Linked DNA regions of Zea mays: region 1 is linked to region 2. A link is a contact called in public Hi-C data. All regions are on one chromosome and are shown on one strand. The core of a region is the stretch at or near the end of the contact, and the rest is flanking DNA. Distances in the headings are between cores, read along the strand shown. Region 1 holds the start of LOC100193300. Region 2 has its middle 21 kb from the start of LOC103646158.

What was found. A called contact is a pair of places that touch in the nucleus more often than the background predicts.
Region 1: a Hi-C map of bundle sheath shows a contact between it and region 2, with 2.2 times the contacts expected there. The contact joins the promoter of LOC100193300 here to the enhancer-like site in region 2. A contact is called at or near these places in 13 of 25 Hi-C or Micro-C datasets (bundle sheath, ear, endosperm and 5 more) and 1 of 3 datasets of contacts at active chromatin or transcription factors (leaf).

What each region holds. Positions count from the first base shown.
Region 1 is chr2:25,204,626-25,209,894 of Zm-B73-REFERENCE-NAM-5.0, reverse strand. It overlaps LOC100193300, which reads right to left and starts at 1,448. Exons shown (of 4, transcript NR_159664.1): 1 at 817-1,448.
Region 2 is chr2:25,171,814-25,177,246 of Zm-B73-REFERENCE-NAM-5.0, reverse strand. No RefSeq gene overlaps it. Among protein-coding and RNA genes, the nearest start is that of LOC103646158, 21 kb to the right of the region's middle. Within about 2 kb of position 3,091, at least 17 of the 20 cell types and tissues checked have an H3K27ac peak or open chromatin away from gene starts, as enhancers often do. A contact at or near this core is called in bundle sheath, ear, endosperm and 4 more, where this site is marked.

The DNA of each region.
Region 1 (5,269 bases), core at 199-2,698, 34 kb before region 2:
TGTGCAACCCCACATCAAGAAACAAGAATAGAATGCATGAAAGCTAAAAAAAGAAGACAAAATATCCAACGCGCAGTAATAAAGTCTCTAGGAGAGTAAGAAATGTTATCAGGAATATTGCTGCAGAATTTAAGTTAGGTGTGATTCACAAATTGCATCATATAATCAGAGCATACTCAGGTTAAACTCAAAGAATCAGAAATTCAAGTTAGTCTTGACCCCTAAGTGGTCAGCCTAGTTTATATTGGTCAAATTCACTGCAAATGAGTTTGAGGAGTGCCTGTTCTGAGAAAGCCAGGGCTGGCATCTTTGCCCTTGCTTTCTGTTGTTGTAGATCTCGAAAGAATACTCACGACCAATGCTATAGAAGTAATGAAGGAAAACAAGAAACATCTGAAGAGTAGATTTATTACAAAGTGATGCGACTGAATTTCATAACAGAATAGCTATGCTCATATTTTTATTCATTTTGCATGGCTATCAACAGATATATTGGCTTCTTATTTTAATTGGAAAAATCAGCCAACATGCCTCCTGTTTGAGCCAGGATCAAACTAGTTCTTATCATCCAAGTGGCAAACAAACTTAACTACAATACATTCCATCATATGTCACGGCATCGCTCACTCCTAGAGGTAACATTTTGTCTTGAACATCAACAGAACGTGATGCTGAACAGATTCCTCAGTTTAATTACTTTGGATCATAAGTATCAACAATCGAACAATTCCTCAATCCTCACATATGAAAATTTCAATGTTAAAGGGTGGAGAGGGGAGAAGCGCACCGCAAATAAGCAAACAAACAGGAACTTACTAGCAAAGTTGCAATCTCCTATTCTCCCCGCACCCTCGACCACGTTCTTCTTTAGCGCAGACACAATAGTATACAGATGCCACAGCCGCCGATGAGAGCGCGTTATTCTCTAGTCCAGAGCTCTATTCCTCCCCGAGGATCTCGAACTCTTGCTCGCGGAGGTGGGTGATGAACCGGACCGGCTTGTCCTGGCCGTCCAGCTTGAGCTCGAACTCTACCTTGAATGGGAGATTGGCCGTGATGCGCTTCCCCTTCCAAACGCCGATGTACTGCTTGACGACGCCCTCCATGCCGCGCAGGTCCAGGCCGGGCGCCTTGGCAACGTGGTGGACGCGGACGGGCACCGTGACGCGCACGCGCTTCCCGACCTTGGGCGCAGCAGCGGCCTCCTCGGCAGCCACGTCATGGGACGAAGACACGTCGCTGCCGACGGCCACCCGACGCTCGATGTGGAGGCGCGCGCACCACCGCCGCGGCTTGGGGAGGAGATGGCAGCGAGCGGGCGTGGAGACGGGAGGGAGGAAGCGGGGGCTGGGTTGGAGGGGACCTGGCGAGGTGGAGCTGGAGGGGGAAGCCACGGCAGTGGCGGTGGCCGCCATGATCGCCATCGGGGACGGGAAGGTTGGTGGGCGAGTGGGGAATTGCGTCGAGCAGGCGGTGCGCACGTGAGAGCTAGAGATGCGGGAGCCGCAGGAGGATGACAACAGGGCCGGGGGCCAGGGTCCGGGCCTGCGGGGGCTGGCCGCGGGTTTCTCGGGTTAGACCCGGTGGGGCGGTCTGTGTGCGGCGGGTGGGGAACTGAGGATGTACTTTTTCACCCGCGGGTTACGGGCTCTCGTTCTGGATCTTGTATCCACCAGGATCCTATCTGTTCTCATTTTTTGAGTTTGTTTCTTTCAGTTCTTTTTCAGCTTCTATTATCAGTTACGTCTAACTTTTCAATTTATTTTTATAAGAATCGTTTTATTAAAAGTCTAAAACGAACGTGAACATAGAATCGGACGATCTATTGTAATAGCAAAAATTCATCACTTTTAAGATCCTAAACTCTAAGGACTCATTCATTTTTTCCGCACGTAATGATCATAATATTTAGATTCTCCACAGTAATCTTGTCACAACAGATTTTCAAAAAAGCTGTTTAGAAAAAAAGCTGCCCATTCTAGGATGGCAACGGGTTTAAAACCCGCGGGTACAGAGATTACAAACCTATACCCGTAAGATTAATGTTAAACCCGCACCCGCTACCCGCGACGGGTAGCGTACGTTACCCAAACCCGCTACCCGCGGGTTTATGACATCCGCAGGCACAGTCATATAATAAATATTTATTAAACTGATAAAAACATGTATCGATCTTAGCCAAAAGTTTTACGAGTTCCCTAGCGCCTGTAGTCTTTTTTTATATCATTTGATTGACTCTGTTCATTCAAAGCTTTCGGGGTGGCACTAAATTGAGATGCATGTGCTCTACAGTCTACACAGACACACACGCGGGTATGTGGGTTTGCGGACACTGGTACAACATTTTCATACCCACGAGAAAAAACCCGTCGGGTTGAGAATCAAACCCGTTTCCGTACACACGGGTACAAACTCACACCCAAACCCGCATCCTATAGGGCTTTTACGCGCGGGCACGCGGGTAAAATGTACCAGATGCCATCCCTACCCCCTTCGCCCGCGACTCTGCTTCTGCTCGCCAGCGACGTCACCGCATCTTGTAGGTGTTGCTAAGCTACCATCATCTCCGCCTCTCTCTCTGGTACCGCTCGCCGCCGGCGTCTCTGTCAGCTGGCAAATAGGCTGTTTGTCGACGAGACCCGGTGCAAGTACCTCCTGTTGTTTCTGCTTGTATTTTCTTCTACAGAAACAGGAGTACCTCTGCATCCAGCGCGGTCTTCTTCTGAGCTACATTGTGAGATTCTAGTTGTGCAAAAATCGATTTCAGAGCAAGGGCGTGCTGGTGCTGGATGAGGTTCCTAGTTGAAACTTGCAATACAGGGTGCTGTTTGGGTGCTTGATGCTACCTGTAAGGGGCATCTTCAGAGTCATGTGACTCCAGAGTCCAGACGGAGTGAATGCAATAATGTACCTCAATTTTAGATCCCATGGTTGACAACGTAATTGATTGTTTGAGAATGTAGTATCGACAGTGTATTCTCGAGAATGCAATGCTGGCAAAGTAATGAGTATTGTGCGACATTGTATTGAAAAGAATTTTGGAGTATAATCTTGAGAATTCAAAAGAATTTGACAGCGGCAAAGAAAATGTTTAACTGACTTAACCCATGTAAAAAATGAAACTCAGAAAATCATCATATTGAACTGGACTGTGCTATTATTTTGAGGCACTCTTTCCACCACCGATCTGATCCCTACATGTTCTGTGATCTGCTGTTCAATCAATGCTGCTTTTCTGGGAGTTACATCACTAGTAGTATGGGACAGCGTAACCTTTGAAAATTGAGCACCACTGCTGATGTAATGTGAAAATTGCACAGGACCATCTTTGCAAATTGAGAGCCACATTTTTTTTCCAAACTAGAGGTTCACATCTCATACTAGTGAGTTCACAGCTCACATTAGAGGCAGACATGACTGAGTTCACAGGTCATAGTTTATTAGTGAGTTCACAACGCAGTGAGGAATGTCTGCACTTTGAATATCCACCCTCCTGCTCAACCAAGTCTTTTCAGCACATTTGCATTCTCATGCACATCCCTCTTTTTCTTTCTCTCATCTTCATCCCTCAAACCCAAAATCACGTGCAATCAGATGCAAAGTATTCTAATCAGGAAACAAGTGCGGTTCAAACCATTCTAATCAGATGCAAAGTATAAAGGGAGGAGAGGACAGTTCACTGACGAACCACACCCAAATTAATGTATAAGCCTATTCCCAATCTATTTGCATCATCCCTGGCCGAGAAAAGAAAATTTTGAAGCAGTACGCAACTGTTGGACAATGTTTCATCCAGCCATAACAGAAACATGTACCCTTGCTTTAATGAGCACGTGCACCAATTTCTATATATTAAAGTTGGGACCAATTTCTATACATATTTTTTTCTCTATAATAACAACACTTATAATCTAGCTTATATCCGTGATAAAGCGCGCCCAAGGGCGCGCACCAGCTACTAGTTCAAAACAATGCAGTCCATGATCCGCTATGAGGCCGTGACCGATTGACATGGGAAAAACAACGCAAACCATGACAGCAGAGCAGGCATACCTGACGATCCGCGCTCGACGATCCCGACCTGCCGTTGGATGCGAGTTGAATCACGTTGAGCTGCATACTGACCTGACGATCCGCAGTCGGCGGTCGTGGACGGACCTGGCGATCGTAGTAGGCAGCGCAGAATCACGTTTGATCAATAGGCTGGGGTTTACAATCTCGGACGGAAATCTCTGGAATTTTCTTGATTTTGGTGGGTCCAAAAAATATATGTTTACGAAATTGGCCTTTTTTTAATATAAAATGTATCATTTTTAAAAAACTTAAATCTATTTAAGATTTCGGAAATTTCCTTTTCGTTGGGGTCCGAAATTTTTTCTCTCCGAAACTGTAAATCCTGCGTGGAGGCCCTCGACCTCGAGCGCCCTGCGGTTGCCCTCGAGGGCCTCCCCCAGTCCCCGGCCGCCACTCGTCCGCCGACCTGTTTATTTTCACTTCCACCGCCATCGTCACTTAGGGTGTGTTTGGTTGCCTGCACCTGCGCGTGCTTGCATCGCGGAATGCGGGTAGCTACTGTTTGGTTGCTGTGAGACAGGCTATGCACGTGCGAGCTCTGTGTTTGGTTGCCTGTATATAAATTTGGATCCAAGCTCGCACGATTTTTAAAGCATCCTGAGCCAGACTCACCAGATACGCGTATCTCTGGAGCCAGGCTTCAATAATCCTGGCTCACACAACCAGGTTGGTAAGAGAAACCAACCAATCAGGCCCACGTTCGCCGTTCTCATCACTCCATCCCTACGTCCGAAACAATAATAGCCCAATCTGCACATCGCCAACCCCCTGTCCCATGGTGTGCAGCAGATGCATGTAAGAGATGTGCTCCCTGCGGCATTATTTCCTGTACCGACAAATAAAGCCGCCTGTCCATGGGTTACTTGGTATACGATCGATCAATCTCCACGATCCCCAGCCTTCCCGATTCACTCAGCTGCGTGCTCCGAGCTGCCCTGATCCTCAGCCGCGGGGAGGGTTCCTACTTCCTACGCAGAGCTCGTCTGTGGTTTGGACGATGCCAGCCACACTCTTATCTCTGGCGGTCAACCAGCAATAACCCGAACCGGGGCTATTTAAAACCTTGCTTAAAACCCAAAACTTTGTGAGCATTCATCTACCTAGCTTCTTCAATATGTCCACCTTTTATCTTTCTTCAAACACCATGTCATCATCTCCCAATCCTTTATCTTACTTCAAACGACATGCCACATCT
Region 2 (5,433 bases), core at 1,842-4,341:
GTCGGTGCCCGGAGGGCCCCGCCTTCATATTGACCCCGGGGAGAGTCCTCGGATGCTGACATATCTTTGGACTTTGGTGGCAGTGGCACGGATCTTGATGTCATGGTCGGAACCGTGATATATGCGCTTTTATGTTGCTGTCACTGTAGATGTGCAAATTGACCTCTTGTTGGTCCAAGTTTGCACTAGGCAAAACTCACATTAAGGTCGTGTTCAACAGAACGTGTTAAATTACAATCCAGTTTGTCAGAGTTAAAAATGTCAATAGAGACCCGATACCCGCTAACCCGTGGGGATTTCCTATTAGGATACGGGTATGTGACAGAAATTGTTCGTATGAGTATGAATATGGGACAAAATTCACCCATTGAGTAAACGAGTATGGGTTTGGGAAGTAATAATCCAAACTCGATTACCCATGTATATTTTATACGTGTACGCATGTCTTGTTTGTATGAATGAGTTGAGGCCGAGCCGGACACCAAACCCAGCACGTCAGCGCACCAGTCCCCATGTCCTAGCCCAACAAGACAACTAGCAGATTAGCAAAAAAACAAAACCCTAAAATAACCAGTCATACGCTATGCCCTGTCCAGCCAGCCAACCGTGGCACGCCTGAACAGTTGCGCTAGCACCGCACACTGGCGACTTCACCAGCGATGAGGAGCACCGCCGACTGCTAGGAGCCTAGGACGATGGTGATGACCATGGATTCTTAGGCGCCAACGAACTCAGATGGTGACAAGGAAGGTGAGCAGACTTCATTTCTTCTATCGGTCCAAAAATACTGATTTCTTTTTTGATGGATGGATGGATGGATCATAGTTCATGGATGCGTGCTTGCCAATGTGGTGATGTCTGAAACTTGGATAGTTTGTACTAGTTGTTAGTACCTAGTTATCCTTAATTGGGGATGGAGGCCCATTGGAGACTTGAAACCCGAATGGAGAAGAGTATGGGATGAGTTTTCCACCCATGCATGATGGGTATGGGGATAGATCAAACATGATAGAGATGGGTCTGGAATGCTATATTTCGGTGGGAAATTTCTCATTGACATCTCTAATCAGAGTAGCAGCCTAAATACGACCCTATACATGCATCGAATGGGTCTAGGTTAGGCTCACTAAATACCCCGTGATGTGGCATACTTGTGCCGAGTTAAAATAGGGGGCTTCATGCCGTACCAGGAGCGCTATGAGCTGCACATACATATAGCTGTCACCATGCATGGCGTGGACGACACTGATTGTTCCCTAGATTCACCCCTCTCCGTTGCTTTCCTTGCACTCCAATCTGCCGTCTATGATGTTGTTCCCCACGGAAGGCAGTGACTTGTTTAAAAAAAACTGAAGTTTTTGGGAGTTTGGAACCAATCCCATCACGCCTTCAATTATTGCATTGATGCTTCTAGGTTACAATAGACCGTTTAATAACAATGTTGCCGGTACTACCAATTCAAGGTAGGTACGAGGGCACATATATACTCATTCAGTGTGAACTAAATATGGGCTAAAAATCATCAGTTCTAAATCATGCATACAAACAAGAGAACTAATAGACGAGCTAATTAATTTGTTACTTAACCTTCAACTAATAGTAAATCCTAACTAATTGAAGCTATTTTTAAGACTCAACTAGACTAGCCTTAGCAATACAAACAAACCCTAACAAGACATCTCTAACAATAGAAGTAGTATGAAAATATATGTCATACTCGACCCGTTCCAAAATATATGTCATTTCAAGATTTTTTTAGAGCCAAAGTTTTTAAAGTTTGACAAAAAAGTATAGCGCAAATCATAAAGATTAATGACATGGAATAGATATAGTATGAAAATATATTTAATAGAGAATCTAATAGCATATATTTGATATCGTAAATGTTATTACTTCGTTGTATAAATTTGGTCAAACTTTTAAAAAAACTTATATGTTGGGACGGAAGGAGTATTATATAGACCTAATGGCTAACGCATAGGAGTATATAGTTGGAAGCTAGCGATCTTCTCTCCCCCGCCTCGTCTTCACATGTCAATAACTGTCCTCCAGGTAGCTAGCGCAAATAATGACGAGGACTAGCAGACTGTGGCTCCCCCCCTCATTATGCAGTAGGTAGGAGAAGCTATGGAAGTGCTTAGCTTTGTTAATTGCTTTTTATGGAAAGATTAGGTTTCTTAATCGCACGCCAGAAGGTGTCCAATGGGATTTTGTCCATGCGTGCGTGGTTCCCCCGGCCCATTGGCTCGATCGTTCGTACGAAGCGGCAGGAGGAGAAGGAATTAACTAGGCCATATCTCCTTGTTATTAGAACCGTATTATAGCTTATCCCTCCGAATTAGTTAGGCTAGTGGTGGGCGGGGGCGTACGTTTGCTGAATAAACTAGCATGGCAAACCTAAAGCTCATCTGCTTTTGTTGTTGTAATAAGGGCAGTGTGTGTGTCCTGCTCAGTTTAGGCCCCCCGCTCTCTCTCTCTCTCCACGTGATCTGTCCTGGGGATCGGCATGGTAACCTAAAACTGTGTGGAGTAAGCGTGCATGCATGTCGTTGCGCTTCATCAGCAGAGGCAGTTTTATATTATTTCTGTGCCGTTGTATTTTCATTGGTACCCGCCGGTGTGGTGGATGCAAGTATGTAATGGTAGTATTAACGCTAATGCCTTGTTCAGTGAGCTAGCTCTCCTCTGCTCAGTTTAGGTTAGTGGCTGAGCACGAATATGGTCTGATTGCATACAATCATGTCCAAGCCATGTCTCGGCGCCAGATTCTTCCGGAAAATATGACAAAAAGGAAGAGATCGAAGCGGCGTGGGCAGCGGATTGGCGCTCTCTTTTTGGGCGCATATTGGGATCGGGGGGCACGCGTGCTGGGAGGACGTACCAACCCCTGCCGCCGCCTGCTCTAGCTCGCGTGGCATCGGCCCGCTTTCGGCACCAACGAAAAAAAGAAGTCCACGCCTCGCCCCCGCGAACGCGTTGCGTAGGTAGCACGTCCAACGAAAATCTACTGCTTAGCTTAGCTACTGTATATATGCCCGCGGCGCGGACGGGACGAGGTCACGAGGGCCCCGCCATCGAACCGGCCGCCGGCTCGCGGCCACGCACGACCGCCGTACGTGACGGACGGTGTGCGCCCGGAGGCCGCAGCCGCCCACCCACCCACCCCGGCCGCCCGCCGGCCGGTGGCGTGGGTTTGACCCGGACACGGTTTGTTTTGTGCGTGCCGCGGCGGCACCCAACCCAACCCAACCGGCCAGCCCGCTGACCATGCATGCGAATCGCGGAGACTTTTGTCCTTCTGGCCGATGCACGTCTGCCACCCCGCACGACTGCCGCCACCGGCTGCAAAGGCGGTATCGATGGGGGAATCATCGGCCCAAGTGCGCGTCGAAACGTGGCGCCACTTGCGCCGGACGATCGTAGCTACCCACCGTCCTAAAGCTTGCGTGTCGATTTTACGCAGTTCGGTCGGACAAAGCCAAGTTTGACGGTGTAAGTGGTCGGCTTGTGACTGTATATAACAATAGTATATTGATCTGTCAAAATCTAACTCTACCTGTGCGCGCGATGGTGACCAAAAGGTGTGCAGTGCCGATAGACATCCATGCATATACGTCTACCTCCGTGTTATTGATGATGCTTACCTAATATCCCTCAACTACGTAGTCAAATGTTAAAAAAATGATTAGTGCTACGAAATATAGATAGAGAGCAGAGATGACAACAACGAACGAGATCGGTCGGCATAACCCTCTTCCGGGGTTTCATTTTTTACTTTTATTTTCGAAACATGATTGCGAACGGATCGGAACGGGACCATCAAAAAAACTGGATTGGCGGGACGACGAAAGCAACCCGGCCAAAACGAAAGGAACAATTCGATTATAAAATAAAAAGCGTAAACACCGTAGTAGTTTAGTATAAGAGAGCATCACGCGCGGTACTTGATAGATCTACGCCCAATAAAATGTTAATGTCATGGCGGTTAATTAATGATATAACTGCGTAGCGTATGTGTTTTTATACGTCCCAGCTCTAATAATTAACCATGGTCTAGGGCTCTAGGCCTCGTATACGTATATGTATAGTCGTAGCTGGAGCCGGTAGAATCTAGCTAGCAGCTAGCTGGCTAGGGTTCGAGACCCCATATACAATTCGTATTTGGAATCATCGAGAAATAAAAACGATACATATATATACTCGCGGTTGAATAGTCGGACGAAGAAGTGGATTAGCACAAGCGACCTTTAAACTATGCGTCGATCTTTGTCAAGTGAGTTCTTAAGTAATATATAATCACAGTAATTAGCTAGCTTATTTGCGTGCGTGTCTTTGCCGCCGGTAGCCGTCGTTACTGCTTAGAGGGGGGTGGCAGGATGATGTCCGCACACGGTTATTAGTGCCTGCATGTAGAGACAGTAAAACGACAATCTTGATAATCAGTCTCACATGGTTTTTAATTGAAGTTCGACTGGAGGTTTGCGGTAACGACTTGGCGCTTGCATGTCCTTTTCTTGTTATTGATTGACAACAGCTTTGACGTATATATAGTTGCCGCGCGCACGATCATATCATATATATTCATATGCAGCTGACAAGTTCGAACAAACGACCTTTTGCGTCTAGGCTTTGACTTCTCATTTAACTTTTAGCAGTGCAAATCGATTGGGGGATGAGAGATATCTCAATCAAGTGCATGTGTTCTTCAGTTTATATATGAATCACATATATTGATCAAGAACCGATACATATATAGAGACGACTATAGGGGTGAATGAATGAATGAATACAAGGCAATCAAAATTTCTTGTAAAATGACCGCTGTCATGCATCGAAACGACACCAGCTAGGTCATCGGACGTACCGTACAAAAGATAGCAAGAGGAGTAGGGCGGCCGGCGTACGTCCACTAAATCCTAACACACCTCATATTATATATCACCGTAGAGTATATCTACGAGCAACACCTTTATCTTTATGATGAATCGGCCAGTATCTTAATCCAAAAATGATTTGTATATATATATATGAGCCATATGTTACTATCTCATAACGATTACTCGTCAGTCCTCAACAGAGCTAGAGAAATACTCCTATATGGAACCGTCCCTGGTCCAAACTGGCACGCTAGCAGAAAATATCTGCACGGCAGCAGCGCGCACTGTCGTCCGAAACAGCTGTCACGAGTTACAAATCTTATATTAGCAGGAGAGTTAAGACCTGAACGCGCCCTTGTCACATAGTACTATATTATACCTAACCCCACACACACTAGCAATTCAAGCGGATGCAGAAAGACTGATGAACTACTTAATAGATAGAGAATGACGCTTCTTTGCAAGCAAGACTCTTAGTTTGTTCTTCTAATTAAAGTGTGCTTATCAGGGAAATATCTTCTTCAAGCTCCATGCAGGTCCAGGCCAAAGAAAAAGA